7 separate regions of the Mus musculus genome follow, and all the other regions are linked to region 3. Evidence: chromatin contacts called from public promoter capture Hi-C data. All regions are on one chromosome and are shown on one strand. The core of a region is the stretch at or near the end of the contact, and the rest is flanking DNA. Distances in the headings are between cores, read along the strand shown.

Region 1 (3,828 bases), core at 1,030-3,529, 910 kb before region 3:
GGGCCAGATGCTGCCCTTGATCTCATTCTCAAGGCAGGCGAGGACTGGCGGGCTCGAGTCAAGGGTTCTCTGCACAAATGCAGTGGGTCAGGAGGCCTAGAGAAAGAACAAGAAGGTCGGCGGGGTCAGTGGGCTCAGCTGTCTTCTCAGCTTAAACCCTTCCCTTTCACACTTACCTGGCTTGCATGGACCACTTGACCTGTTGGGATGGTAAAGCAGGTGACTGTGTGCAGACAGGATCCTGATGATGGTTGTGAGTCAGTGGGCTGGGAGTGTCCTCTTTGTGTGTCAGGGGGACCTACAAGAGGAAGGGCTGTAAGATGCAAGCAAAACTGGGTTTATGCCTATAATCCCAGCATTTGTGAGGCTAACACAGAAGACTGCTCAGAGTTCCAGGCCAGCCTGGTCTAAAAGGTGAGACGCTGTCTCAGTAAGACAAAACAAAACCCAGAGAAATAGAGTGACTGGACAGGGTCTTCTGTGTCTCACTGTGTCCTTAGCCACAGAGGTGAAAGAGATTTTCAGCTGGACTCCACGAAAATCCCTAAAAGAGGTGATTTGGTCTAAATTAGGGGTGAGATATTATTAGTCAGGAACTACAGGCGTGAAATGATGTAATCTCTTCTTCTTACCCAGGTTCTAGAGAAATAGAAAAATGGTAAAAGACAGTACCATTTTTCTCATGTCTGCCTTGTGGCCAAAGACACTACCAGCATGCTTCCGAACAAGAGAACAGAGAAGTGACAATTTTGGATTTTTGGGTTTTTTTTTTCTTTCTTTCTTTTTTTGGGTTTTTTTTTTGGGGGGGGGTTGTTTGTTTGTTTTCTGAGACAGGGATTCTCTGTGTAGCTCTGGCTGTCCTGGAACTCACTCTGTAGACCAGGCTGGCCTCGAACTCAGAGATCTGCCTGCCTCTGCCTCCCAAGTGCTGGGATTAAAGGCTTGCACCACCACTGCCCGGCTTTGGTTTCTTTTTTAAAAAGCACGAAAATATCATGTTTTTGTTTTACTCCCAGGTGTGGGATATGGGACTGCTTTAGATTGTCCATAGCAACTTACTAAGATTTGCCTCCAGCAGGGGCATAATTTTGCCAGCTACAGACAGGTTCTGCAATTGTATGACTTTTGGAATTCTGGGGACTTTTCATGTTAAGGCCCCCAAGGAATGGGTTGGTTATTGATTGGATGTTTGTTATTATTCACAAGAAGAAAGTAGATATCCTGATGGCGAAGATCAAACCTGCCCCAAGGAACTCGACACCCCTAATCAGCAGAAAGTAGCCTACCATCGCCCCATTCCCTCCCTTGCCTTTATTCGGAGATCTCTTTCCTCTCTATTCTTTTTCTTTCTTAACTAGTGTTAGGGGGTTGGGAGGATGGAAGAACCCACCAAGTAGCAAAGGATAGCGATAACAGGGCAGTCAGAAGAGTTTTTCATACTTAGTAGGATGTGGTTGGGTGAGTGGGTGACTGGACAGGCACATGAATTACCCAAAACCATATGGTCTTGCATTATGGAGGCTGCTTTGAAGGCTGGCTTAGTGGAACTGGTCTGACTTTAGTACTAAGCCAGGGCGGGGATGGAGGATAGGGAAGAGGGAGTGGTCTTTCACTTAAAGGGCTCACCCTGTTTGTAGTCATGACATCTTCCAACACCACGGCAAGGACCCTCCGAGAGGCCTTTTCTAGGGATGAAGGGGTCCCCAAAGGCTGCAGCCTCGGTCTTTTCGGGCTCCTGGCTTCCCATGATGCTCGAGATAGAGGCTGACGGCACAGGCTTGGCTGTGTAAAAGGGCTGGAGGGTGAAAGTAGAAGACAGTTGCCTGAACCTGTTGTTGCCTCTGTTGTAGTCGGGTGCAGCCGTCAGCATCCCCGTCTCCCGAGCTCAAGTCAGGCGGGCGGGGTACGCTCTCACCTGGAGTTCCCAGGCAAGTCCATGGGGGAAGCGGCGGTTCCGGGGAGTCCCTGGGGTATCCCAGGCTGAGGCCTGGGGTAAATTGGGGAGCGGGGGAGTGGGGAATGAGGGCCAGTTCCTCCCCCGGGACTCCGCCCTTCATAGTCCGCCTGCGGCTCCCGGTAGGGCACAGGCCCTTCCTCCAAAGGGCGCCCCCGGCCGGCCTCTCGGAGCCGGGTCTTCCCGCTGCAGCCGCCTTGATCACTCGGGCCCTGCCTGGCACCTGCCGCGAGACTGGATTGCGGAGGTTACAGCTCTCCCACCGCTCGAGCCTCCTGGGACCTTTGTCCCTGTTAGATGCCTCCCTGAGGTTCTCTGGGATCCGGTGGGATCCCGGTCCCGAGAGGCTTCCGTTTCCGCTAGATTCCTCTGTGGTCCTCGCCCCACCAAGCAAGAGCTCCAAAAGAATTACTCCACTTAGTAACAGCCCTCCCTCCTACCAGATCGCCTAAATTGGATCTCTGTGGAAAGAATCCTACTGCGCGGTTCTTCCAATCAGAAGCCGCGCAACTTGCCTCCTCCCACTGAGAGCTTCAGCTTAACGAAGTTCCCCTTGGGGGAGGCCTAAACTCATCACTGAACTCAGTCCGGATTCTGGGTTATAAACTGTCAAACCAACCGGTAGACCATTCACTCCAATCCCAGAAGGTCCAGCCCACCGGTAACATCCCACCCCAAGCCCCCGCCCTACTTGGATCCCCGCCCCGCGTTCTCGGGCGCCCCGGACCAGTTGGCTCAAACGTTTTCTTCTCCCCCCGCCTCCCGGCCCTCTCTCCAGCCCGGTCCCCCCCACTCCCACCCCTCCCCTACGCCTCTCACCGCAGCTTTCCAAGGATCCGGGTTTCAAACAGCTCCCACCTCCGGCTTCTTTAAAGCCTGCCTTATGCAGCGCTGTCCAACCGTCAGAGGCCTTCTTCTGTGTGTCTTAAGCACCGCCCAATTGCCGGTTCCGGTCTTCCGGGGTTAGGAGAAACTGCGTGAAATCTCCTGCCCGCCATAATACGTAGGGGCAAAGAAGCTCAATTGTGCCTGCACCGCCATTTTAATTGAGGGCAGTCTGATTTTAGCACTAGTCGACCGAAAAGCGTCATTTTTCAAAGGCTGGTCAGCGACCAACTACTATATCACGTTTCTTGTTATATTTGGACAAGTGTAGGAAAGCTAAAGTTTCTCCACCTAACGTAATTTTTCTTGTTCTTAACGCCGGTGAATATCGATTAAATGTTAAGGATTTGGGAATTTCCCATTTTCTTAGGTTTAAGTTCCTTAGGATTGAAGTTCCGGAAGTCGGGACGGCGGGACGGAAAACCTGAAGATCCCAAGTTAAAGAGTAGGCCTGATGTGGCCTCTAGCTTCCAATTCAGTTTCTGGAGAGACCAGGAACAGCCTAAGTGGGGAGAAGGCTGGGTGCGGTGAGCTTCATTCACTAGCATTTCTCTCTCTCCTCCCCCCCCCCCCTCCTTTCTTCCTAGGTAGTGTCTGCAGGCCACTCAGAAGGCGACTAATATAACCAACCTGGGGTTGCTTGGTGGAGCCGGTTCATTGTCCTTCCTGTTCTGGGCTGGCAGAAGTAACTCTTGGAAGAGGAGCCTGTCCTCTGCAGGGTGTCAGGTAGTCTTTTGGAATAAGAGATAAGCAGTCGATCCTAATGCTGGAGAGCCTGCTCCAAAGGACCTTTTGTTAGGAGCTGGACTACTGGTGGGGAAGAAGTGGTCATTTACTGGCATCTTGCACTATGAATGCGCCTTTACCACCTAACCAAAGCTCCTAACTCCCCAAGAATTAGCTGTTCTGTGTCTCAGTGTGTGTGTTGGTATGTGGAGGTCAGAAACCATTGTTAGGTGTCTTCCTCAATTGATCTTTTTGTTTTTGTT
Region 2 (3,725 bases), core at 391-2,890, 860 kb before region 3:
CCCTCCACTGCTGGCTCCACCTACATATTAATAAACTTGGCAAAAAATTACAATGCAATTTAAAACTTTCTCTCATTCCAGTTCCAACCTCAAAATCCGTCAAAGCTGTGGCTGACCCCTCCTTCTCCCTCCACCCTACGGCTGCTGTAAAATGATCCGACAGGAGCTGTCAAAATGGTGGCTCATGTCAGAAAGGCCACACCTCTCTACCTTCTCAGCCTGCAGCCTTCATGGAAGCTGTCCACGGTGGCACATCTCTTTTCCCATCTCAGCAGGAGTTGTCCCACAGGAGCGGTGGGTGACACCTTTCCTGCCTCAGCCTACAGCCTTGGTGAATTGAACACCACTGCAGGAGCTGTCCACCCCCTCTCTAGCCTCCCCACACAGCTCCACAGAGATGCTACCTCAATCAAAGCCATCTGTAGCCATGGGCCCAATGCAGGAAAAGGGGGTGGTGGAAAAAAGCCACCAATCCCTGAGTAGGAAAAACAACAACAACAACAACAACAACAAAACCCCACTTCTCTCTGAGCATGAAAACCCACCAACACTTGAACAGGGAAAAACAAAACAAAACAAAACAAAACAAAAAAAAACACCAAGCCCTGAGCTCCCCAAGATCAGGATTTGAAATCCCACCAATCTTTACTCTCTGCCCTGAAAAGCTCTACCCCCTAAGAAGTCCTATATAAGGTCTGCCCTCTGTTCACTTCCCTATTGTCTGCTCCAAGGAGCAGAGGGCAGCTTTCTCTGGATTCATCCCTCCACACATTGGACCCTCCAGCTTGTGGTTCCTGAGCCCCCATGTCTCAGAATACCCTTCCCTTAGGAGACTGTCCCACCTCTGGGCTGTGTGGTTCCTGGGCTTCCACGTCCCAGAATATGCTTTCATCCGAGCAGAAACACACTAAGCACACCCCTTAGCCTGTAACTTAAATATACAGACTAAGCGAGCAGAACCACCGGTTCAAGTATTCTGTCAACTTCTCTGAAGACACGAACTGAGTTTCTGAAATGCAATACTCAGGCTTTGCCAGGTTCTAGAGGCTAACCATCAGATTCCAGTTACATCAGCAGGACGCACACTGGGAGACTGGGGAGACACTATCTCAGGCACCAGGGATGCCCAGGTCCTCAGAACAGTTTCAGATGTCCCGCCATTCCGAAGCCAATTGCAACACTGCTGCTCCTTGCCGTTACAGCCAATCATCAGCCGTTGTAATTGCGCACAGAGGTCCATGAGGCAGCAGGTAGCGGGTATTTTTTGAAGGTCTCTCTTTCCTACACATAGAAACGAACACCAACATTCCTGAAGCGGTCATTGTATTTAAGGGCAAATGGGGCGCCGCGGGCAGTGGAAGTCCGAAGTTTGTTAAGCTGCAGAAAGGGCACCTCAGTGCCGTCAATGACAACTGAAGCTAGGCGGTCTCCATGTTTTCTGAAGACATCTTTCGGTTCCCTTCACACCTTCGTGTCTTTGTGTGAGCAGCTGTGGAGTAAACACTATTGCTCTGCATTCCCTTGCGGCCAGTAAGGCTGCCGCGTTCGTTCCGCACGCGTTGCTAGCAACTGTGACCAAGGGGCGTGCCAAGGGCGTGGTTTCCCGCGGTTGCGGAGGCCGGAAGCGGAAGGCTAGGGCAGCCAAGCCGCTGCCTGGGCAGGATCCCCGATGGCGCCACCCCCGGCCTCACTGCTGGTTCCGATGCCTGGGGAGATCTGGCCCGGTTTCAGGAAGCCTGAGCTTGTGAGCTTCGCGGACGTGGCCGTGTACTTCTCCCCGCAGGAGTGGGGGTGTCTGCGGCCCGCGCAGAGAACCCTGTATCGGGAGGTGATGCGCGAGACCTACGGCCTCCTGGGCGCGCTCGGTGAGGCCCCGAGTCAGAGCCCCGCCCCCATCCTCCTGGGGGTTCACCGGGGAGTTGCAGTAGACCGATCAAGTGGATTATGAGCCCTCATCCCGCACTTTTCCACCAGCAGCATCAGTCACCTTCCATTCTCAGGGCTTCCTCGGGAGTCTCCATTCAGGCAAGAGCATCGCAAACCCTGTCCAGGTTAATGTGTGCATAAGTTCCGAGGAGGTGCCCTCACCCTAGTGGGATGCTATCTGCCCCGGCCAGCCTCTCAGGCCAGCACTGTGACCCCTGTTCTCTCTCAGGGTTCCCGGGCCCCAAACCAGCCCTCATCTCTTGGATGGAACAGGGGAGTGAGGCTTGGAGCCCCGCCGCCCAGGATCCTGAGGAGGGGGAAAGCCTGGGAGGAGCTCCGAGAGGTGAGGGATTGTCCCAAGTCCTCCTGAAACCTTGTTTGTCCGGGGGTTTCTTCTCTAGTAAACCTTTCTTTCAGATTCCCCATTCCAGCATCCCTACAGATTAGAGCCTACATGTTCAGATACTAAAGAAAAGAAAGCCTATCTACTCCAGAGTTTTGGAAATTCAGGAGAGCTGTCCTATTAAAAACAGTAGGGGGGCTGGAGAGATGGCCCATGAGTCAAGAGCACCTACTGTTCTTCCTAAGTACCAGCGTTCAATTCCCAGCACCCACACGGCAGCTTACAGCTGTCTGTAACTCCAGTTCCAGGGGACCTGACACCCTCACACAGAACCAAATGTAGGCAAAACACCAATGTATATAAAAACAAATAAATACATCTTAAAAAAAAAAACAGAGTAGGAGAATCTAGAACTCAAAGAATGTTTATGTTTCCAGATGTTTGTTAAAATAACACTCATTTCCCCTTTTTAAAACTAACTAAGGCTGGTCATTGTGGCACACACCTTTAATCTCAGTACCCCGGGGGGACAGAGGCAGGGGGATTTGAGGCCAATTGAGACAACATACTGTGAGACCTTGTCTCAGCTCACCACCCCTACCCTCCAAAAATCCCTAAAATGCCCCTAAAAATAGAACTTGTCTGCCTATCATAGTTCTTGAACAAGGCAAAGTGGTACACAAGAAAAGTGTCTGCCTGGATAATGACAGCTTGGCTCGTCTCCCATCTCTACCCTGAGTGGAAGAACCCTGAAGCAAATATGGTGCCTCATCTATCAAAGAACCGCTGCACCAAAACCAACTACAAAATACACCAGTAAATACTGTTTATTGAGCATTTACTAAGTGACCAATAAGCATGTATGTATTTAATCCAACAATCCTGGAAGTCAGGGGACCGTTACTTTTTCCCATTTGACACAGGAGGAAGGGGATTTTAACTGACTTTCAACAACTCCGTGTTAGCCACCGGGCTATGCTTTGGTGCTGCCTGGGTAACAGCTAGAGTGGTCAGTGCAGACGTGTTAGGTTTTACTGAAACTTTTTTCCTAAGATTTATCTTTATTATTTTTCATTCTGTGTCAGTGTATGGGTCTCCATAAGTGCAGCTGCCCAGGGAGACCGGAGTCATGAGCGTCCCTGATGCTGAAGTTACAGTGGTTGTAAGCTGCCCCATGTGGGTTTGGGGAAGTAAACTCAGGCCCTGTGGAAGGACAGCAAGTGCTCCTAACCACTGAGCCATCCCAGCCCCGGGTTTGTTTTATTTTTGTTGTGTTGATTGTTTTCATTTTTAAGACAGGTAGCTCTGGCTGGCCTGGAACTCAGCATTTAGACCGGGTTGTCTCCAAACCCACAGAAACCTACCTGCCTTTCCTCTGAAGTGCTAGGGTTAAAGGTGAGCAACGATCACACCCTACTATCCTGTTTTTGAGACAGGATCTCACTATGTAGGCCAT
Region 3 (4,004 bases), core at 565-3,064:
TGAGGCAAATTCCACTAGGACAGCTGAGGTTATAAAGAGAAACCCTGTCTTGGAAAAAAAGAAAACAGAAAAAAATAGGTGTGGCCTTGGAGGAGGTGTATGTCTGGATCCCACACTCTTCCCAGTTCTCTCTGTGTGTCTCTCCCCCTCTGCCTCTTTCTGTGTCATCTCTCAGCTTCTGCTCTGGCGCCATGGCTGCTGTCATGTCCCTGCCCGGTTGATCATGGACTCATCCTCTGAAACTGTAATCCCCAGTGAGGTCTTTCTTCTATACGTTGCTTTGCTTTTGCATGGTTTCTTCATAGCAACAAAAACGGACCTAATCCTGGAAGCTGAACTCTGGCAGGCAACATGCATACACAAGAGACTGGCACTGGGGCCACGCTGAGGTAGGCACACAGACATGCATACACTGCCAGCAGGCTAGCAGGCTAAGGTGAAGCCTCAGGCCTCTGACCTCAAGGCCGTCTTTATATAAAACCCACCCAACAGTGCCATTTTGCTAGAATTATACTTCACTGTTTATTTTTGGGCACCCCAGACATCAGTTGGTGAAATGCTTGCCTAGTATGGATCTAGACCCTGGGTTCCATACCCAGTACTACAAAAATCTAGGCCTTGTATGTTGCAAAGGCCACTAGGAATTGGGGGAGGTGGGAGGTGGTAGGGTGGTAGTCAGGGGAGGTGGTCAGAAGACAACTATCAGGAGTTGTTTTTTCTATTCTGTGGCCATAGGGAACTAACTCAAGTTCTTACGCTTGGTGACAAGTGCTTTTTCATCTGAAACACCTCGTGGGTCCAGTGGCTAGCTAGTATATGCTCATTCTGCACAAGGTACTGTCCCACACACATCATATGTTCTCATTTTATTTTCCTAATATCAAATGAACAAGTGCTATTATTCCCCTTTGTTTGTAGCACAGGGAGAAGAGCAGAGAGAGATTAGAAGTTAGAAAGTTTGCCTAAGAAAACGGTAAAGACAGGATTCCAACACTCAAGATCTATGAAGTTTGCTTAAACCTGAGAAACCATGCTCTCTTCTGAAGCATATATATTAAAATTGGAAAGATAAGGTAAGATTAGTATGGCCCCTGCACAAAGATGTCACACAAATTTGTAAAGCGTTCCGTATTTTTAAAATCCTTTTCTAAAACAAAACAAAACAAAACAAAATGACAACAACGACACTCCTCCAAAACCTCGCAGGACATCGGCATCAAGCTGACACCAGCCCTTAGATTCTTACTCTGAAGTTAAGATGGGCGGCCAGAATACTTTTTGTTTTTTTGTTTTTTTTTTTTGTTTTTTGTTTTTTTTTTCGAGACATAGTTTCTCTTGGCTGTCCTGGAACTCGCTCTGGAGACCAGGCTGGCCTCGAACTCAGAGATCCACTTGTTTCTGCCTCCTGAGCGCTGGGATTAAAGGTGTTGAGCCACCTCCGCAGGCTTCAGAGCTTAGCTTTTTTTTTTTTTTTTTTTTTTTTTCTTTTTTTTTGGCCCAGTCTGGCCTTGAACCCATGATCCTCCTGCTTCACCCTTTCTAGTGTAGGGAATTACAGACGTGCACCATGGGGCGGTTACTAAATTCTATATTGTCAGTCTTGCAGCCTAGTCCGGGCGGTCCTAGTGAGCAGCCAGTCAGTCTTAGTTTAGATAAGATTTAGAACCTCGGCTACTAATTCGTCCCAGGCCGTGTATAGCGCAAAGGCCACTGGGAATTGTAGTTATTTAGCGCATTCTTTGGTGCTTCCGGGAAGTGACGCCCCCCCAACCTTTTCCTCTTCCGGCGTCGTGCCTGTCTCACCTGCTCAGAGGGACTCGGCAGCTTAGCTGGTTCGTGTCTCTTGGGCCTCGTGCTCCGTGGAGGGCAAGGGGGAGGCCGTGCAGGCGGGAACGGGGGTCCGGGTCGGGAGATGGTAGCCGCGGTTGCCCCCAAACCCTGACGCCGCGGGTTTCCTCAGGTTCCGGCCGCGAGCGCCTCAGCCCTTCAGCGCCGTCGCCATGTCGCGATTCTTCACCACCGGCTCGGACAGTGAGTCGGAGTCGTCCCTGTCCGGGGAGGAGCTCGTCACCAAACCGGTCTCCGGGAACTACGGCAAACAGTGAGCTGGGGGCGCGGAGGGGACGGGTTTGGCGGGCTGCGGGGGCTCGGGTGGGCGAGCGGAGCCATGGGCTGGGCGCGTCTGAGAAAGGAGCTCTCGCAGCGAGCTGGGGGAGCCCTCGGCGTCCTCGGTACCGAGGAGGAGGAGAGGTTTTCCGTTGCTTAGTATTGCATCAGCTCTTAAGGCCTCCAAGTCTGCAGCCTCGTAACTCCTGCCCACATTCCATCTCTCGCATCCCTTCCCGCCCCTTGACTGTGGCTTTCGGAAACTCCCCGTATCGTAAATCTTCCCACTAAGCTTAGTCGTTATGATTTGTACTCATGGAGGGAAACCCTCAGTGCTTGGTTAGTTTGGCCCTGAAATCCGGTCGTTTGGCTCTGCGTGCCAAATGCTAAACACTGCTGTGTTCATCTTTATTTACTGTCTTTTTCTCGATCTCTGTAAATTAAAACTTTTTGAACTTTGAAACAGTTCTCAAAACAACATTGTTTTTGCTGTGTACCTGAAGGGTTTTAAGACATACTTACCTCCACAGAGACTTTTTTTTTTTTTTTTTTTTTTTGGTTTTTCAAGACAGGGTTTCTCTGTGTAGCCCTGGCTGTCCTGGCACTCACTTTGTAGACCAGGCTGGCCTCGAACTCAGAAATCCGCCTGCCTCTGCCTCCCGAGTGCTGGGATTAAAGGCGTGCGCCACCACGCCCGGCGCTCCACAGAGACTTGTAGAGAATTGTAGATGAATATCCAGACATATCCATGTGACTGCGATAGCATAACACTGTCCAAAGTGGAAAAACTATCACTTGTCCCATATTAAAAAAAAATTGTCAGGAAAAGTTAATACCATGGAAAGAAAATAATAGAGACACTGTTGCTAACTGAATGCTTTCACCCATTATTGAAAAAAATACAATCAAAGAGAGTGTTAGAATTCACCAAAACTAGTGGCCTCTCCTATTTTGGGAAATGTTTCTTTTTAGAATCTGGCTAGGTACCAGCTCCTTGGAGCTTTTCCCATTTGTTAGAGTTAGGGGGCCTTTTGTCTGCTGCTTTCTTAGGTACTTGTAGCCATATGTGCTGTTAGACAGTTGTCTCATACAGTCTATAAGCCTTCTGTTACTTGTTCTTGGGGACATTCTTGTAGATACTGTCAGGGTTTACAAGAGACCTCATTTAGAGTTGCAGCTGCTTAAGATGAGTATGAAGAACAAGGATCAGAGAAGAAGATGGTATGCATGCCTCGGTTCTCATCTGATAAGAGAAATAACACTAGCTAAGACTGAAGGGTAATGGTCTCTGTTCCTTTCATACAGGCCTTTGTTACTGAGCGAGGATGAGGAGGATACAAAGAGAGTTGTCCGAAGCGCCAAGGACAAGAGGTGAGGCTGTCGTAGGTTAGGGGTTAGGGGGAGTGATGGTATTGTTTTCTCCATGATAGACAGACACAGCCAATCTGGTATTGAACTTCCTACCCAGGTTTGAGGAGCTGACCAACCTCATACGAACCATCCGTAATGCCATGAAGATTCGAGATGTCACCAAGTGTCTAGAAGAGTTTGAGCTCCTGGGAAAGGCCTATGGGAAAGCCAAGAGTATTGTGGATAAGGAAGGTGTCCCCCGATTCTACATCCGAATACTGGCTGACCTGGAGGACTATCTTAATGAGGTGTGACTCTGAGCATGCAGAGGGGTGTGGGCCTGGCTGTGCTGCTTGCCTGCTGCCAGGGCTCTCCTCAGGGCTCTTTGCCTTCTTATCTACAGTGGTGCCTAGAAAATAGAAAATGAGATAAAGCAAGGAGAAAAACTTATTTTTGGGCAAAAGCTTGACTATATTTATTGGGGTTTGGCTGTTTTTTGTTGTTCTTGTCGTTACTTTGTTTTTTTTTTTTTTTTTTTTTTCCAGGAC
Region 4 (4,140 bases), core at 161-2,660, 670 kb before region 3:
AGCACTTGGGAGGCAGAGGCAGGGGGATTTCTGAGTTCGAGGACAGCCTAGTCTACAGAGTGAGTTCCAGGATAGCCAGGGCTACACAGGAACCCCCCCCCCCAAAAAAAAGAAAGAAAGAAAGTTAGTAGAAAACTTTCCAAGCCCCTCTCTGCGGTCCCATAAATCATCCCAGCACTGAATGCCATCGGGTTTGAGAGAAGTGTTTCCTACTTGGAGGAAACCCTACCCTGGGCCGAGTTTCTAACTATCTACTCAAGCCTGTGTTATATTACAGTATTTCAATTTAGAAAACCTAGTATATGGTCTTTTGATCGAATTTCTGTGGGTTTTTTTTTTTTCTTTTTTTTCCTCCAGTTTTTGAGACTGTCTTACTGTACTGCCCAGACTGGATCTGAATTCTCCACTCCATTGGCTCTATCCTGGTAACTTCTACGATCTTGTATAAACTTACTTCCCTACAGATAAACAGATATGGGGTGTAGGAGAGAAAAAACAAAGTAGCAATGATTGTAACTGCGGGTTCGGAATAAACCTGCTGCCACAAGAGGCAAGAGATAAGTCAAGGACCGGCATTACTCTGCAGCAAAAACAACGGAAAGGAACGCGGTTATTTGGAAAAGGATACTGAGACTACTCTGAGCACGCAAGGTCTGTACTTAACACTAGAGCTTTTAAATTAATAAAAATAAGAAAGCCAGGGAAGGTTTTGAGAAGGCAGCCAGTATTAGAGCTGGATTTACAGCAGAACGCATGCAGAGAAAGAGCACCAGAGATTACAATTGAGCCTGGAGGCCTGCAGTAGGGCTGAGTGAAGGGGGAGGGGAGAGCGTTAGGGAGGATGCCCCTCACGGCCTGGCACACAGTAGGTGTTGGCTTCTTCCCTTCGGATTTTGCTGCCCCTTCGCCCACGTCCGACTTTCCTGGGCCCTGGGTCCCCAAGCATCCATTACCTTCCTGTGCGATGCGGACCGCCGCCCTCACCTGTACCGATGGCTCTCAGCCGCTTTCAAGTCCTCTGTACCGCGAAGCTCGGCGCCCCAGGGCTGTGCAGCGCGCTGCACCGTCGGCCCACGACCGGGACGCGGCCCCGGTGAGTCCGAGGGCACCTGCCGCCCCGTTCCCCTCGGTACAACAGGAACCCAGCAGCCAGCCGCACGGGTACGGGCTCCACGCCACGCCAGGAGGGGGCTCGGCCCACGTCCCGGGCGCCGCTGGGCGGGACGGGAAGCGGAAGCACGGGCCTCGGCGAGCTGCTCTAGGACCCGGAGGAGCCGCGGGCTCGGCGGCGGCGGCGGCGGCGTGGACCAGTTCTAGCCGTGCCCTGCGGCGCTAGCGGCGTGCCTCCTCGGATGGACAGCTGGCACGGCGGAGCCGGACTGCCCGCGCGGGACAACCAGGAAGGAGCCCAGGAATGGAGTGGCAGACAAAGGGAAACAGAGAGCCGGCGGGCGGGGCGGGGCGCCGAGGCGGGGGAAACAAAGCCCAGCTCGGAGTGGGGGCTGGGCCGGGGCAGGCAGGTCGAGCTGGAGCCTGCCAAGTTCTAGCCTGAGAGTCACGAGTCGGGGCACTGTCGGCGAGAGACGATGCTCGGGGACAGGACCTAGAGACTGGGTACCAGAGACAAAGAGATGTAGAAACAGATAAGAACCGTCAAGTCACCCTAATGGAATCAGGGGCCCTAAGAGGCGGAGAGCCTGGAGAGAAACGGGCGGGAGACAGAACAAAGGACGACAGGCGGAGACAAAGGTAGAAAAACAAAGAAAGGCTTTGCAAAGGCCAAGCCCAGGGAGGGACTGAAGAATAAACCCTGCCTCCATCTTGCTGGAGTCACGTTCCAAAGGATCCAGGCCCTAGAAGCATAACCCCGGCATCTTATGTTGTAGGCAGGTTTTCCTTTATAGAGGTGAGTACCCAGAGGCTTCCGTCCTGCCACTAAAGCGAGTGCTAACGGGGTTTTTATTAATTCGTTATGTTTTAGCAGTACATAATGTTATTTGTATTATATTAGATTTGTCAATAAAGCAGAAGTTAGAGATAAAGTTAAACCATGCATCGTCTGTCCCTTGAGTGCGGTCAGTTTTTGTGGGGTTTTTTGTTTTGTTTTTTCGAGACCGGGTTTCTCTGTATAGCCCTGGCTGTCCTGGAACTCACTTTGTAGACCAGGCTGGCCTCAAACTCAGAAATCCACCTGCCTCTGCCTCCCGAGTGCTGGGATTAAAGGCGTGCGCCACCACGCCCGGCTAGAGTGCGGTCAGTTTTTTTAAAAAAAATCATACAAGGCGTGGAGAACTGGGCCAGTGGCATGCCTCAGTGGGAAAAGGGGATTGTCCGCAAGCTTGACAACCTGAGTTCTCTCCAGGGAACCTGTGTGGTGGAAAGGAGAGTGCACGTTGTCCTGTGACCTCCACATGCACTGGTGCAATGTGCCCCCCAAATTTTAAAAATTCTAACTAACTTAAAAAAAAAAATTGGTTGGTCCTGTTAATCCCAAAGCAGGGAGGAGAAAGACCACTGACCCAAATTATCATGCCCAATTAAAGCAAGCTTTGTTACTCTTCTACACGAGATGCCTGCCCCTAAGATGGATTCAAAGGTCAGTATTGAACTAGGGAAAAATAAGGGTTTTATAGCTCGAGGGGGTTGGGGGGGTCCAAACTGGGGATTTGGCAGGCAAATAGGTGGAGTTACAGAGCAGAACAGTTACAAGGCGTTCATAACAACAGGTGGTTACAGTGATCTTTTGAGACAAATGTAGGCTTGCAAGATGGCTGTAACTTTTTGGAACAAGGACGTGGTTGCTGTTTTCTGGAACATTCTGTATGGTACTATTTGTAGTTGAGGTCACAGGTGGGACATGTGTTAGGAGCTGCCCACATTCCAGAACCAGGTGTGCCCTCACCTGCCTTCAGCAATCCAGCCCCAGCAGCTATATCATCACCAGCTGCCATACCCTTTATAAAGCCCATGCCATCAATGGTTCGTTCTCTCTCTCTCTCTCTCTCTCTCTCTCTCTCTCTCTCTCTCTCTCTCTCCTGCTCTGAATCAGCCTTTTGTGCCCCCCCAATAAATCTCTTAACATTTATTGCATTATTATAGGTCAATTGTGTGGTGTGTTCTCTGCAAATTCCTTGGCCCCAGCCACCAAGGTCAACTTTCGATACAAACCCGCCCTAACATGAATATCCTGGTGCCTGCTTTCCCCTTTTGGGGGTTAAAGCCACTCTGGGACCCTACCCACCAGTTCTACCTGCAACAGACCCACCTGGCCCACTGATGGCTTGATAAATGCTCCCCCTTGGTTGGTGTAAATGCTTCACCAGATCTCTGGTGTTCTTGGAGGCAGAAGTTCCCACCGGGCTTTGGACCCTATCCCTTTGGGTTAGGCTTTATTTCTGAGCTCTGTTTCTGCCTTTTGGGTTCCCTCAAAGGCCCTGGTACCAGTCTCCTCAGGGTTTTAACCCTTGTCCCACATTCAGCTGTGCCTTCCAGTTCAGCCTTCCCTGGATCCTGGTGACACTGATCTTCAGGCCTAGGACCTCTTCCTCTTCCTCACCCATGGGAATAGCTTTTTGTACCTCCTGGCTCCCTTTGGGATGCTTCTTGCAGAACACCCGACCCCTCTTTACCTGGCATCTGAACTGAAGGACTCCAAACGTATTGGCTTTTGCAATCAAATTTGGCCTCAGTATCCCTTAGTCAGTCCAAATGTGGCCAACTAGTGGCATCCTAGATCTTAGTCTACACTGCCAGCAATCGAGGGGAGTGGAAAAGAGATTCTCTCCCTATTTCTCTGTTCTCTGCTCCAAGCTCAGTTCGTTTTTGTCTAGTTTTCCCAACACTGTGTAAATGTCCCGTCTCTAAATTACAGTTGTTGGGTCTGTAGTCTGACTCTTCAGCTGTTGCTTCCCTCCCTGCTGTGCCCACCTTGTGGGCTCCGCTCTCTGGCTCCCACAGCCTGCTATGACTCTAGCCTGCTACGCTCACATGGACATCGCCCTTTTCCATTCTGCTCAGAGCTACCTGCTCGCTCTTTATGCCTTCCTAGTCCTAGATTTTGCAGGTTTCCTTGCTTTATGTAGGAGCCTGCCTGCTTAGTCCTGCAGCGTCTCCACACCCTTGTGGCTTCTGTGACATTGG
Region 5 (4,066 bases), core at 191-2,690, 810 kb before region 3:
CCATTTTCTTAGGGTTCCCAGACACATGTCACCCCAAAGTCAGCAGGAAGTAGTCAGACATCATGATAGTCAGACATCATGACAACCCTACTCCTGCTTCACCATCACCACTTTGAAAATTTCCCTTTTTTTAATTAAACCAAAATGGGGGAATGTTAACATTTCTTCTAGGCTCTGCCCTCGTTTCCTGCCAACAGCCATGACTCATTATAAAAGGGTCTGCTTGCTCCCTCCTTTTGCTCTCTTGCTCTCTAACCCTCTTCTGCTCTGTCCCTTCTCTCCCCATTCCCCTCCCCCCTCTATATGTGTTCTACTCCCTCTCTTTCTCTGTCTCTCTCTCTTTCTCTCTCAATCCCTCTATCCTTCCCCCTTCTCTCCCTCTCTCTCTGTCTCCCTGCCTCTGTCTCTATTAAGCAGTCAACTCTCCTCCCCATGCCTTAAATGAACTCTATTCTATACTGTACCATTGTGAGCTGGTCCCTCTGGAGGAATGGATGCCTGAGCATGAGCTCACAGAGGTACCCCATTCACCTACCCCACACTGTGCCTCCACCAACATATCCCTGGTTTCTTTGTCTTTTTTTATAAAGTACAAACAGCTCTGAATGATGACAAATAGGATAATATCCCTTTTGTAAGTAGGTATTTTTATATTAAAATAACAATGAGTCAGACTTAAATCCTTACTGTGAGTTGGACCTCATTCCTCCCGGGACTCTCACAAATGGCCCAGATATCTTAACTCCCTCCTATGAGTGAGGCAGAGAAATCCAGTTGGGCAGGTGTACATCTAACCTTTTAGAAGATTAGATGGTCTGGAATGTCCCAGGTGTCCTGGCTGATCAAAGATCAGCTCTGTGATCTCTGATCTGTATCAGGAGCAGTCAGTATTCCTCAACTAGTTTGAGATTTGTAGACCAAGCTGGTGGAACCACCCCAATTGGAGGCCTGCTTCATTTGATAGCTCATTAACAGGGCTGGAGAGATGGCTCAGCAGCTAAGAGCACAGACTGCTCATCCTAAAGGTTCTGAGTTCAAATCCCAGCAACCACTTGATGCCTCACAACCATCTCCTGGTGTGTCTGAAGACAGCTACAGTACTCGTTGAAATTAATTTAAAAAAAAAAAAAAAAAGCTTATTAACAGCCCTCCCTCCACAGGCTTGCTTCTAGCTCCAAGATGAACACTGACCACAAATAAAATACTAAACATCTATTCACAGGCCGCTTCCACCTAGCTGACTGTGAGAGGGGTGTGGTTCTCCTGAGACCATAAAACCCTCCCTGTTTGTGGTGCTCACAGGCAGGGTGTGTCATGTTGGCCTGCCAGCCTGGGACTTGTTCTCAGACTGGCACTTGTAGACTCTGTGGCCATTTTGGTTGAGGGCTTGATGTCATTGGTGCAGGAAGTCACGTGATACAACCCTGGGCAGGACCGCTAGGGAGCGTAGTTTTGAGACGCCGCGCCCAAGTCCACATTTTTACTCGGTCTTCCGGAAATCTCCGCTGTGCTCCTATCAGTTTTCACTTTTTCCCTACGTTAAGGTGCACACGGACCTGGTTCCTGTCCTTTTTCAGCCCTGGTACCCGAAAACGGACACGTTGGACTGGGCAGGCAATCCCAGGAGTGCGGGGCTGACCCAGGGACTGTGCGGGGAGTCTACATGGCGCAGGTGATGGCCCCGGGAAGGGCCTCGGTACCGCCTGTGTTCTGTAAACCTGGGACTGTGAGCTTCGCGGACGTGGCCGTGTACTTCTCCCCGGAGGAGTGGAGGTATCTGCGGCCGGCGCAGAGAGCCCTGTACCGAGAGGTGATGCGCGAGACCTACGGTCTCCTGACCTATCTCGGTGAGAACCTTCCTGGCCGCCGTGGTCGCGATGCCTGTGACACCGTGGGTCCTGCGTGGCAGCAGAGAGACCTGGGCACGGGCGGTCGGAACCAACTGGGTCGTCCTCCTGACTAGTGGGTTTGCTATCTTTCCCTACAGACGTCGGATGCGCCAAACCAGCGCTCATCAGCTGGGTGGAGGAAGAGTCCGAAGTGTGGGGACCCGGTGCCCAGGATCCAGAGGTGGCCATGTGCAGGACAGAAGTCCACTCAGGTGAAGGACTGGGTACTTGCCTGGGGAAACTTCTGTGTTGCCAGCCTGTGTGGTGTCTTCTAGTGACTGCACTTACTGCCTGGCAGTTTCTTCCCTGTTTTTGTTTCTTGGCCAAAGCCATGATGGCTGGCCCCTGGATTCATCTAGAAAGGGGCTGTGATTGTTCTGTCCAGTGCTCTCACCTCGTATATACAGGGCCACTAGGCTGTACGGGTTGTAGCCCCTCGTTCCCACTCCTCTGCTGCCATCACTGTGGCTGCCTTCTGGAGTCTCCTTTAGCTCTTGCTTTCCACCTCTGAGAAGTGCTTAGCTTACTGCACTTGGGAATTGGGACCACACAGACACCTTTCTTTTCTTTTCAATTCTTTTCCTTTATTTTTTATTTTTTATTTTTTTAGAGGGTTTCTCTGTGTAGCCCTGGCTGTCCTGGAACTCACTCTGTAGACCAGGCTGGCCTCGAACTCAGAAATCTGCCTGCCTCTGCCTCCCAAGTGCTGGGATTAAAGGTGTGCGCCACCAAGCCGAGGCCCAGACCCCTTTCTTTATGCTGCATTTGGACATCTGCACACTGCACATGCTCAGATGCTGTGACATCTCCACTCCTGTGTCCAGTCTGTCCCCTTGTGGGGCTGTGGAAATTAAGGGGCAGTAGAAGTCAGAGTCTGAGCTTTTTTCATGGTCTCCCAGCAGATTGCAGGCACGAGAAGGAAAGGAAGAGACCAAGAGAAGAGACTGAAGCAATGCAGAAGACATTTTCTCCAGAACCTGGGCAGAAGGAGCCACAACTCTCATTTGCTGTCTCCGCTAGTGGAATTCAAGCCACGGTCCTAAGGGCAGACAAGCGTCACGGGTGCCATTTGTGTGGGAAGAGTTTTGCCCGGCGGTCCACGTTGGAGGCACACATGTACACTCACACAGGTGAAAAGCCGTTTCAGTGCCCAGACTGCAACAAACGATTTGGCCGGTATTCTTCCCTGAGCACTCACCGAGCCATACACCGAGGGGAACGGCCGCACCAATGTCCTGACTGTGGGAAGGGTTTTACCCAGCGGTGCACTTTGGTGGCACACATGTACTCTCACACAGGTGAAAAGCCGTTTCAGTGCCCAGACTGCAACAAATGCTTCGGCAGGTATTCCTCCCTGAGCATGCACCGAGCCATACACCGAGGGGAACGGCCACACCAGTGTCCTGACTGTGGGAAGGGTTTTACCCAGCGGTGCGCATTGGTGGAGCACATGTACTCTCACACAGGCGAAAAGTCATTCAATTGCCCTGATTGCTGCAAGTCCTTTGGTCGGCCATCTTCCCTGAGCAGGCACCGGGCCATACACCTCGAGGAGCGGCCTCATCGCTGCTCTCACTGTGGCAAGACTTTTACACAGCGCTCTTCACTCACCAGCCATCTCCGTGTCCACACTGGGGAGAAGCCTTACTGTTGTGCTGATTGTGGACGCTGCTTCAGCCAGCGCTCTAGGCTCCATGAGCACCAGCGAGTGGTACACAGCGGTGTGACCCCCTTTTCTTGCACTCACTGTGGCAGTGCCTTTGCGGATTCCAAATATCTTCGGCGCCACATGCGCATCCATACAGGTGAGAAGCCTTATTCATGCCCTGACTGGTCGCTGCTTTCGCCAGGGCACCGAAATTCCAGCCCATAGGAGGACCCACACTGGCGAGCGTCCTTACCCCTGCCCTCAATGTGGCAGGCAGTTTCGCACAAAGTCAGCTATGACAAGCTACCAGTGGGTCCTTAGACCAGGATTAAAGGCCATAAGGACAAAAAAGCCAGTCAGTTATCTATATCCCTGGACCCTAGACAAGAGGACCCGGATCCACCTGTGGGCTTCTAGCATTACCCAGAGTTATTCCAAAAGTGCGGGTGATGGTCTTAAAGGCGCCAACATAGAGGGTGAAATATGTACATTGTTTGAGGCCCAGAGGATTGAACCTATGGCATCTTCC
Region 6 (4,167 bases), core at 773-3,272, 950 kb before region 3:
TAAACTAGGCAAGGCTGTAGTAAATTGGGCAAGGCTCAGCCTTGGGGGTGGGGGTGGAGAAATGCTTCAGGGATTTAAGAGTATTCATTGCTCCTGCAGAGGTCCTGGGTTTTGTCCCAAGCACCTATATAGCAGCTCACAATAGCTCCAGCTCCAGTGGCCCAGATTATTCTTCTGGCCTGTCTGGACACCAAGCATGGATGTGGTGTATATACATGTTGTGGCAACAAAGCACAAAGTGTTTTGTACGGAGAATCTCACAGGGTTGTACATTCTGGCTGGGTAAGAGCAGAGAAGAAGACAACAAAACGTTTTAAAAGCTAAAAGTACTTAAAGCTCTGACAGACAACTGAAGGACAGAAACTTCTCATCTAGAAGTTAACAACGCCTCCTGGATGCCTGACAGCTTCCTTGTCTTTTCAATGAGGACTTAACAGAAATGAGGGCGGAGTTCCCCAAAACAAAAAGCAAATAGTTATAAAGTAAAGGAGGGCTATTTGAATACAGAAAGAGCGAGGTGGAACGGCCAAAGAACTTTAAAGAAAACGCTTTTCGTTTTTGGAGACAGGGTTTCTCTGTGTAGCCCTGGCTGTCCTGGAACTCACTTTGTAGACCAGGCTGTCCTCAAACTCAGAAATCTGCCTGCCTCTGCCTCCCAAGTGCTGGGACTAAAGGCGTGCGCCACCAACCGCCCGGCAAGAAAGAGCTTTATAAGCAGACTTAAGTGAGGAAGGCGCCAAGGAGCCCTAACAGCCGGAAACAAGCAGGGTTAATAAAGTATTCAAGATCCGGAAGCATTTGCCTAGTTAATTCCTTATCTAGGTGTTGTGCTGCCTTGATTCACCCTTCAGAAATTCCAAGGATTGGAGGTAATCCAAAACCATGAGGCCCCAACTATGGACTCCAGCCTTCTTTATGACCTCCCAATACCCCCCCACCCCCCCCGCAGTGGACTGACCCAGCATGACCCTTGACCTCTGCCAAGTTTTGACTCCTCAGACGGCGGCCCCGCCCCCTCGCGGTCGCCCACCCCACCCAACGTGCTCGACCGGCTGGGGGAGGCGCCGGCGCGTGCGCGGCCCGGAGGCGGGGTGAGCCGGCGGCGCGCACGGCCAGATTGGGGAGGGGAGGAGGGGGGGATTCCCGCCAGAACCCGATCCCATAGACCGGGTCACAGGACTCAGATGTCCGCGTCCGTCGGCGCCCCCACATCCACAGACCGCAAAGAGCTCGGGAAGGAAGGGTTCGTGCGCCAAGTCTCGGGCTCCTAAATGGCTTATGGTGGGCGCGCGCCCGGACTACTCGTCCCGTGCACCCCTTTCCCTCGTCCGCGCCCCCGAGGGGAGGCAGGTTGGTGGGCGGGCAGAAGCGCACCTGGGTCCGTCCTCTCGAGGGCTGCTCGTTCGCGCACGCGTGCGCAGAAGGGCAGGAGGGGGGCGAGGCGCCGCTCTGACACCAGGTGCCGCTCGGCCCGACGCCCTCCCCCCCACCCCCGGCTCCGGGAGCGCGCGCAGGCAACCTCGCTCGCCAGCCCCGGGGCCCCGCCGGGCGGTGCGCGCGCAGCACCCCGGGAAGGTGGGAAGCGGCGCTCGCAGATGCGCGCGCAGGCACCCGTCAGGGGAGGGGAAAGTGTGGGGCCTCCGCCATCTTGTCTCCCTCTCCTTACCTGCGTCCTCGGGGGCGTGCTCACCACCCCCCCTCCCGCCGAGGAGGGGGGAGGGCCCCCTCTTGGTCGCCGCCTTCACCACTTTAAATTCCCCTAAGGGCCGTAACACGAGCCACCCCGATGCTCCCACCGCTTCCAGTCACGCCGCGAAGAGGTGCTTGGTGAGTTGAAGAAAAAGGAGACGCTACTCCCAGCGACCCCGCCGCCGCCTCCGCTGCTCCCGAGGCCTCACCAAAATGGCCGCCGCCGTCTCGGCCGCCACCGCCACTAGCACCACCACTACCACCACCACCAAGGCTCGTTATCGCTACCGCCAGAGCGGCCCGTCTTCTCGCGATACACAGTAACTGGAGGCTGAAGGGGCGGGTAGGCTCGCGTGCTAGCGTAGGACTGTGCGGCGCAAAGCAAGGTGGGAGTTGTAGTTCGCTCCGAGGCTCCATGCTGGCCCAGCACGCTTCAATAGGTCTGAAACTCGTGCTGCATTGCAGCTGCCCACTGGGACCACCCTTTGGATTTCGGAGTTTTTGTTCTTACATATCACCCAGTGAAATGAAACAAATGAGTAGAAGAGCTTAGACCTACTGATTCCTACAGCAGTTACTTTTTGTTTTTGAAAGGTGAGGTCTAACAATGTAGCCTTGGCTGACATGGACTCGCTATGTAGATCAAGCTAACCTTAAACTTACAAAGTTGCTCCTGCGTCTGCCTGGAATGAACGTATGCACCACCACTACCAGCTGCGGTTGACTTTGTAACACCGGTTTTCCCAAGAACTCTCAAATACAAGTACCATAGGTTTGCAGTCTTTTACATTTAAGAACTATTTTGAGAGGTTGAGAACATAGCTCAGTGATTAAGAATATTGGCTGCTTCCACTTTGAGAGGACATTCTATCTCCACACTAAAGAAGCTCCTAACAGTTATTCCAGTTCCAAGGAATCCGACACCCTCTTCTGGCCTCAGAGAGCAATACACAAACACGGTGCACAGACATACACGCAAGTAAAACTCCCATTCAAGTCAAATAAAAATCCTTAAGGAAAAAAAGGCTGGGTGGTGGTGGCTCATGGCTTTTAATCCCAATAGAGGCTGACGAATCTCTGACTTCAGAGCCATCCTGGTCTATGAAGCTAGCTCTAGGACAACCAAAGCTACAGAGAAAAATTCCTGTGTCTAGGGGGGAAAAAATCTCTTAGAGAATCTGATACTCCCTTCCGATTTTAAGGATGCATTTATTATCTACAACGGTTCCAAGGAAGATTTTGAGCCATTGGTTACATAACAAGACCCTGCCCCAAAACATAACTAATAATTAAGAAAACAGGATAAAAATAAATCAGCGATGGACAGAGGAGAAGCTATTGAGGGGAAATGGAAGTTGAATAGAGACTGGAAGAAAGATTCTTTACAGCTAGGTATGGTAGCATAAATGCACAATCCCAATTTACTGGTTGAGGCCAACCTGTGCTGTTGCATAAGTCAATACAAACAACCACACAGAGCACACACACACTAATATTCTAAAGTTCAAGATTATCCTGTCTAAAAAAAAGGATATGCATATAATCTTATAGTAACTATGTGTTGCTTTTTTTCACTTTAGTACTTTAAAGGTGTGTGTGTGTGTTTAAATAATTTACAGAGGCAGAGCTGGAGAGATGTTTTAAGTGGTTAAGAGCACTGGCTGCTCTTCTAGAGAACACAGGGTTTGATTCTCAGCACCCACATGGAAGCTTTTAACAGTTTCTAACTTTAGTCTTAAGGGAATTGAAACCTTCTAATACATAGACATACATTCAGGCAAACACTTATAAAAATAAATTCTAAAATTACAGAGGTAATAAATATTTGCTTTTGTAAAAATAAATGTAGTATGAATTATCAGTAAAAGGATTATCTGCAAAAAAAAAAAAAATTCCTAAATGTTCCCAGTACCCTGCCTAGAGAATTCTACCCAGAAGTAATCAGTGTTGAGTCCCCTATATCTAAATGATACCATAGTATGAATTGTTTCACACTTTTGCTTACACTTTGGCAATTTATAATTGTTTTACATTTTGCCTTTTCAGACTTATAATATCTAGAAAGATTAATAAAGATAGTGATGGGGCCAGATGTGGTGGCACCTCTCATTCCTGCACCCAGCAGGCATTAGCAGGGAAAATCTCTGAATTCAAGTCCAGGCTGGTTTACATAGTGAGACCCTATCTTTTTATGTCCCGTCCCCACCCCTCCACTTGTCCCTGTATGTCCCCTCCTCACCCCACCAAAAGAAAGAAAGAAGGTAGTGGAAGAAAGATGACTCAGCAGTTAAGAGTACTGGCTGAGCCAGGCGTAGTGGTGCACACCTTTAATCCCAGTACTTGGTAGGCAGAGGCAGGTGGATTTCTGAGTTCGAGGCCAGCCTGGTCTACAAAGTGAGTTCCAGGATAGCCAGAGCTATACAGAGAAACCCTGTCTCGGAAAAAAAAAAAAAAAAAAAAAAAAGTACTGGCTGGCTC
Region 7 (3,677 bases), core at 1,020-3,519, 880 kb before region 3:
CCTGGTCTCTGGATCAGCTCCTGCCTCCAGATTCCAGCCCTGCTTGAGTTCCTGTCCTGACTTCCTTCAGTGATGAACAATGATATAGAAGTGTAAGCCAAATAAACCTTTTCCTCTCCAACTTGCTTTTTGGTCATGGTGTTTCATCATAGCAATAGAAACTTTAAGACACCTAGTTTGCATAATGTCCTGGGTTTCATCCCAGCACCAAATAAAACTGGGTATGCTGTGCATACTTATAATTGAGCATGCAGGAGTTAAGAGGTAGGAGGACCAGAAGCTCTTGGTCATCCTTAGCTACATAGTGTTGAGGCTAGCCTGGACAACATGAGGCCCTATCTGAAAAAGAAGAGGAGGCAATTATTGTTTTCATTAATAAGTAGTTTTTCTACTTCTCTCTAGGACTGATATTGCTTGTCCTAGTCTGGGTTTATGGTGAAGTGATCCCTTAGGCAGTCTGTGAAATCAAAGTGTGTTAACATTTAAGGTTGCATTTCTGGGTGCTGGCAGTCACTGAGCATGAACCATGGACTGAATCTTTTAAAAAATATTTACTTCATGAATATGGGTGTTTTGTGTGACTGTATATCTGTGTACCACATGTGTACCTGCTGCTGCTGGAAGACACAGTGGCAGATTTCTTGGAATACAGTTACAGATGATTGTTAGCCACCATGTGAGTGCTAGAAACAGAATCTGGGTCCTCTGTAAGAACAAGTGCTCTTTTTTCTTATTTATTTATTTTATGTAAGTACACTGTAGCTGTTTTCAGACACACCAGAAGAGGGCATCTGATCTCATCACAGATGGTTGTGAGCCACCATATGGTTGCTGGGATTTGAACTCAGGACCTTTGGAAGAGCAATCAGTGCTCATAACTGCTGAGTCATCTCTCCAGCCCCAGAACAAGTGCTCTTAACCACTGAGCCACTTCTCCAGCTGGGGAGAAATTAGTCTTAAAGCGTTTTGCCCAACATAAGAGTTGCTAGAGCCACAAAGAAGACATTCCATGTTTGGATTTCATTCCTATGTCTAGTAACAGATTTTGAGGAAGCTGATCCAGATTTGTGGGGGTTTTATTGTTCATTTGTTTTTTGAGGCAGGCTGGTTTTGAGATAGCCCCGGATAGCCTGGAACTCACTTTGTAGACCAGGATGTCCTCAAACTCAAGAGATCTACCTGCCTTTTCCTCCCAAGTGCTGGGAATTAATGGTGCGTGCCACTGCACCCGGCTGTCTTATGATTTTTGTTGTAGTTCTCTATGGAGGGGGGAGTCCAGGACTCTAGACATAAAGTTTCAGACACCATCTACTCGAATAGTCCAGGTGCTTGGCTGGCTCTCAGCAGCGAAGGCACAGCCTCTCTGTGTGGCCTCTAGATGTGCGAATCCTATTTACCCTCTGTGCAGTCTTCCTTACCTGATAATTATTCAGAAAGGAGCAATAGGTTCGGCTTCATACCCAGTCCTGGGTATCTATTTTAAAAATACTTTTATAGAACTTTGGGCCCCATGCATGCTAGGCAAATGCCTGCCACTGGGCTATACACTCTTCATTTAAAAACAGGGTCTATGTTGCCCATGCACTCCTGACACACGTTGACACAGCTGCACTATTTCGGAAAGCAACGGTACAGGGGTGATTTCCCTGCTTCATTATAAATGAAAGGATCAACTAGCCATCTGTCTTTTGTTCCCCCTGGTAGCCTAAATGTGCATTCCACTGTACAAAGAAAGGGTAAGCCCAAAGCTATTGGTCTCACCTCTAAACAAGCGAACTTCCTTGGTACTCAGGTAGGCCATTCACTTCTATAGACTACTTAGGAGCTGCCCAAGGTACAAGACCAGTCAACTTACCATTCTAGTCATTCAATTTTACCAGACGCGCCTTTTGTGCACCAGATCCTTACCACCGCTCCCTTCTCATCTAGTACTTTTCAGAATTCCTGGCTGTGACACCTTTATGATCGTAGGATGTAGCTGTTCAAAAATCCATGTTGTCACTGTGTGACTTTCCCTTTGGAAGACCTGTAGAAACGTCTTCTCCAAGTAGGGCAAACAAGCGTTGGAGAACACAAGAAAAGCCTCCCATTCATAAGACTTCTCACAACCGGCTTAGAGACACAGGATCCACCTTCTTGCCCTTAAGAATCCGTTGGCTTCATTCAAATGGGCCGCCTTCATTGATGACCAATCAGAACGCCCGATCTTCAGCTACCAACCAATAAACGAATGCAATAGATAGGAGGAAAGTAGGCAAGAAGCCATCTCGCAGCGCCATTACACTTTAGGGCAAGGAGGTTAAGAAGTCGGCATGGCGTTCGGGTCAATAAAATCGATAGCTGGAACCTGCCTGTGTTCTAGGCAGCGGTGGTGCAGGAGCAGCGCCGCCATCTTCCCCGAAGGCATCTTCCGGTGCCTCTCACCCAAGTTCCAGCGGGAGTTCCCTGAATAACGGTCTGTGTCGGGCCGCCCGGCCCCTCAGGCAGCCGATTCAGATTTCCTCCGGGCCTTCCCGACGGAGCTTCTAGGTCTCCGGGTCCCCGTGGCAAGGCCGGGGAGCAGGTCCGATGGCGCCACCTTCGGCTCCGCTTCTCCTGCGGGCAGTCGGAGAGGCTGGACCTACTCGGAAAAGGGGCAGGAGGCCAAGGGCCTTGAAGTTCGTGGACGTGGCCGTGTACTTCTCCTCGGAGGAGTGGGGGTGTCTGCAGCCCGCTCAGAGGACTCTGTACCGGGATGTGATGCGCGAGACCTACGGCCTCCTGGGCGCGCTCGGTGAGGCCCGGCCCAATCTGCTTACGCGGGGCCTAAGGGATGATGGAGCTTGAGGGCGGGGTAGAGTGGGGGCAGGGAGCCTAGGGTCCTGACCTGCGATCGGCTTGTTAGGGGTTGGCGTTTATTTTTTAGCATCCTTTCTTCGGGCCAGCTCTCTGACTGGTTCTCCTTCCCCAGGATGCGCAGGTCCCAAACCAGCTCTCATCTCCTGGTTGGAACGAAATACCGATGACTGGGAACCAGCAGCCCTAGATCCGCAGGAGTACCGGAGATGGGTAACATTCCAGAGAAGTGAGTGAAAAATACCCACGAAAACCATACTGCCTTCCTGAGTAATGCCCTAAACTGTCGACCCAATCTAAATTTGTCGTCTGATGAGAGTTAACCAGGTTGCTTGTACTGTGGGCATACGAACTACAAACGGTACTTCATTGACATAAGTGAATTACTGAGCTTTGAAAAAGATAACTACTGCTTTCCAGGATCCGGGACTTAGCTTCCATTGAACTTCTCCAATTCCCATCGGTCCTGGGAAGACTAGAAAGAGTCCTTAACCACTGAGACATCTCTCTCTAGCCCCTGGTTCACTCTTGACTTTAAAAAAGAAAAAGCCCCATTGATTGGAATGTTCATCTAGGCTTGTGAACTACTGGATGAAATACAGTCCAAGGTTTTTTTGTTTTTTTTTTTTACAACTCTCTCAAAGTGCTCCTAGACCAACAGCTGCATATTTGGGAGTTGTCTTGGTCAGAGGTTTCTATGCTGTGATAAACACCATGAACAAAAGTGGCTTGGGGAGAAGAGGGTTTATTTCATTGATATTTTCATGTAAACATCCATCATCAAAGCAGGGCAGGGCAGGAACATCAAGGCAGGAACTGAAGCAGAAAGCCACAAGGAAGGC

The links. Promoter capture Hi-C pulls out the DNA fragments that hold promoters and counts their contacts. Capture Hi-C pulls out chosen DNA fragments and counts their contacts.
Region 1: a promoter capture Hi-C map of liver shows a contact between it and region 3, with 4 times the contacts expected there. The contact joins the promoter of Prr14 here to the promoter of Eif3c in region 3. A contact is called at or near these places in 3 of 39 promoter capture datasets (the C10 cell line, liver and pre-B cells), 2 of 115 datasets of contacts at active chromatin or transcription factors (double positive thymocytes and memory CD8 T cells) and 4 of 9 other capture datasets (adipose tissue, liver, macrophages and 1 more).
Region 2: a contact with region 3 is called in a promoter capture Hi-C map of liver, with 2.9 times the contacts expected there. The contact joins the promoter of Zfp688 here to the promoter of Eif3c in region 3. A contact is called at or near these places in 2 of 39 promoter capture datasets (liver and pre-B cells) and 2 of 9 other capture datasets (adipose tissue and liver).
Region 4: a promoter capture Hi-C map of liver shows a contact between it and region 3, with 5 times the contacts expected there. The contact joins the promoter of Zfp553 here to the promoter of Eif3c in region 3. A contact is called at or near these places in 3 of 39 promoter capture datasets (hippocampal neurons, liver and pre-B cells) and 2 of 9 other capture datasets (liver and macrophages).
Region 5: a promoter capture Hi-C map of pre-B cells shows a contact between it and region 3, with 3 times the contacts expected there. The contact joins the promoter of Zfp747 here to the promoter of Eif3c in region 3. A contact is called at or near these places in 2 of 39 promoter capture datasets (hippocampal neurons and pre-B cells) and 1 of 9 other capture datasets (pancreatic islet).
Region 6: a promoter capture Hi-C map of liver shows a contact between it and region 3, with 6 times the contacts expected there. The contact joins the promoter of Srcap here to the promoter of Eif3c in region 3. A contact is called at or near these places in 4 of 39 promoter capture datasets (hippocampal neurons, liver and pre-B cells) and 2 of 9 other capture datasets (adipose tissue and liver).
Region 7: a promoter capture Hi-C map of adipose tissue shows a contact between it and region 3. The contact joins the promoter of Zfp689 here to the promoter of Eif3c in region 3. A contact is called at or near these places in 1 of 39 promoter capture datasets (liver) and 2 of 9 other capture datasets (adipose tissue and liver).

What each region holds. Positions count from the first base shown.
Region 1 is chr7:127,470,065-127,473,892 of GRCm38.p6, reverse strand. It overlaps Prr14 (proline rich 14), which reads right to left and starts at 2,279. Exons shown (of 11, transcript NM_145589.2): 1 at 1,916-2,279; 2 at 1,627-1,795; 3 at 177-298; 4 at 1-96. The coding sequence starts at 1,938.
Region 2 is chr7:127,419,949-127,423,673 of GRCm38.p6, reverse strand. Zfp688 (zinc finger protein 688) reads left to right here and starts at 1,640. Exons shown (of 3, transcript NM_026999.4): 1 at 1,640-1,865; 2 at 2,156-2,269. The coding sequence starts at 1,670.
Region 3 is chr7:126,564,176-126,568,179 of GRCm38.p6, reverse strand. Eif3c (eukaryotic translation initiation factor 3, subunit C) reads left to right here and starts at 1,814. Exons shown (of 21, transcript NM_146200.1): 1 at 1,814-1,832; 2 at 1,961-2,101; 3 at 3,412-3,477; 4 at 3,575-3,764. The coding sequence starts at 2,001. It overlaps Gm25579 (a small nuclear RNA gene), which reads left to right and starts at 1,031; the gene lies at 1,031-1,136.
Region 4 is chr7:127,230,331-127,234,470 of GRCm38.p6, reverse strand. It overlaps Zfp553 (zinc finger protein 553), which reads right to left and starts at 1,410. Exons shown (of 2, transcript NM_146201.2): 1 at 985-1,410. Gm4532 (predicted gene 4532) reads left to right here and starts at 1,341. Exons shown (of 1, transcript NR_030674.1): 1 at 1,341-2,053. It also overlaps a transcript of Septin1 not described here.
Region 5 is chr7:127,373,424-127,377,489 of GRCm38.p6, reverse strand. It overlaps Zfp747 (zinc finger protein 747), which reads left to right and starts at 1,440. Exons shown (of 3, transcript NM_175560.3): 1 at 1,440-1,847; 2 at 1,988-2,101; 3 at 2,792-4,066. The coding sequence starts at 1,664. The coding sequence ends at 3,762.
Region 6 is chr7:127,509,838-127,514,004 of GRCm38.p6, reverse strand. Srcap (Snf2-related CREBBP activator protein) reads right to left here and starts at 2,022. Exons shown (of 34, transcript NM_001304266.1): 1 at 1,667-2,022. 1700008J07Rik (RIKEN cDNA 1700008J07 gene) reads left to right here and starts at 1,136. Exons shown (of 1, transcript NR_024331.1): 1 at 1,136-3,567.
Region 7 is chr7:127,447,750-127,451,426 of GRCm38.p6, reverse strand. Zfp689 (zinc finger protein 689) reads left to right here and starts at 2,269. Exons shown (of 3, transcript NM_175163.3): 1 at 2,269-2,773; 2 at 2,951-3,064. The coding sequence starts at 2,569. B130055M24Rik (a long non-coding RNA gene) reads right to left here and starts at 3,037. Exons shown (of 2, transcript XR_869949.3): 1 at 1,856-3,037.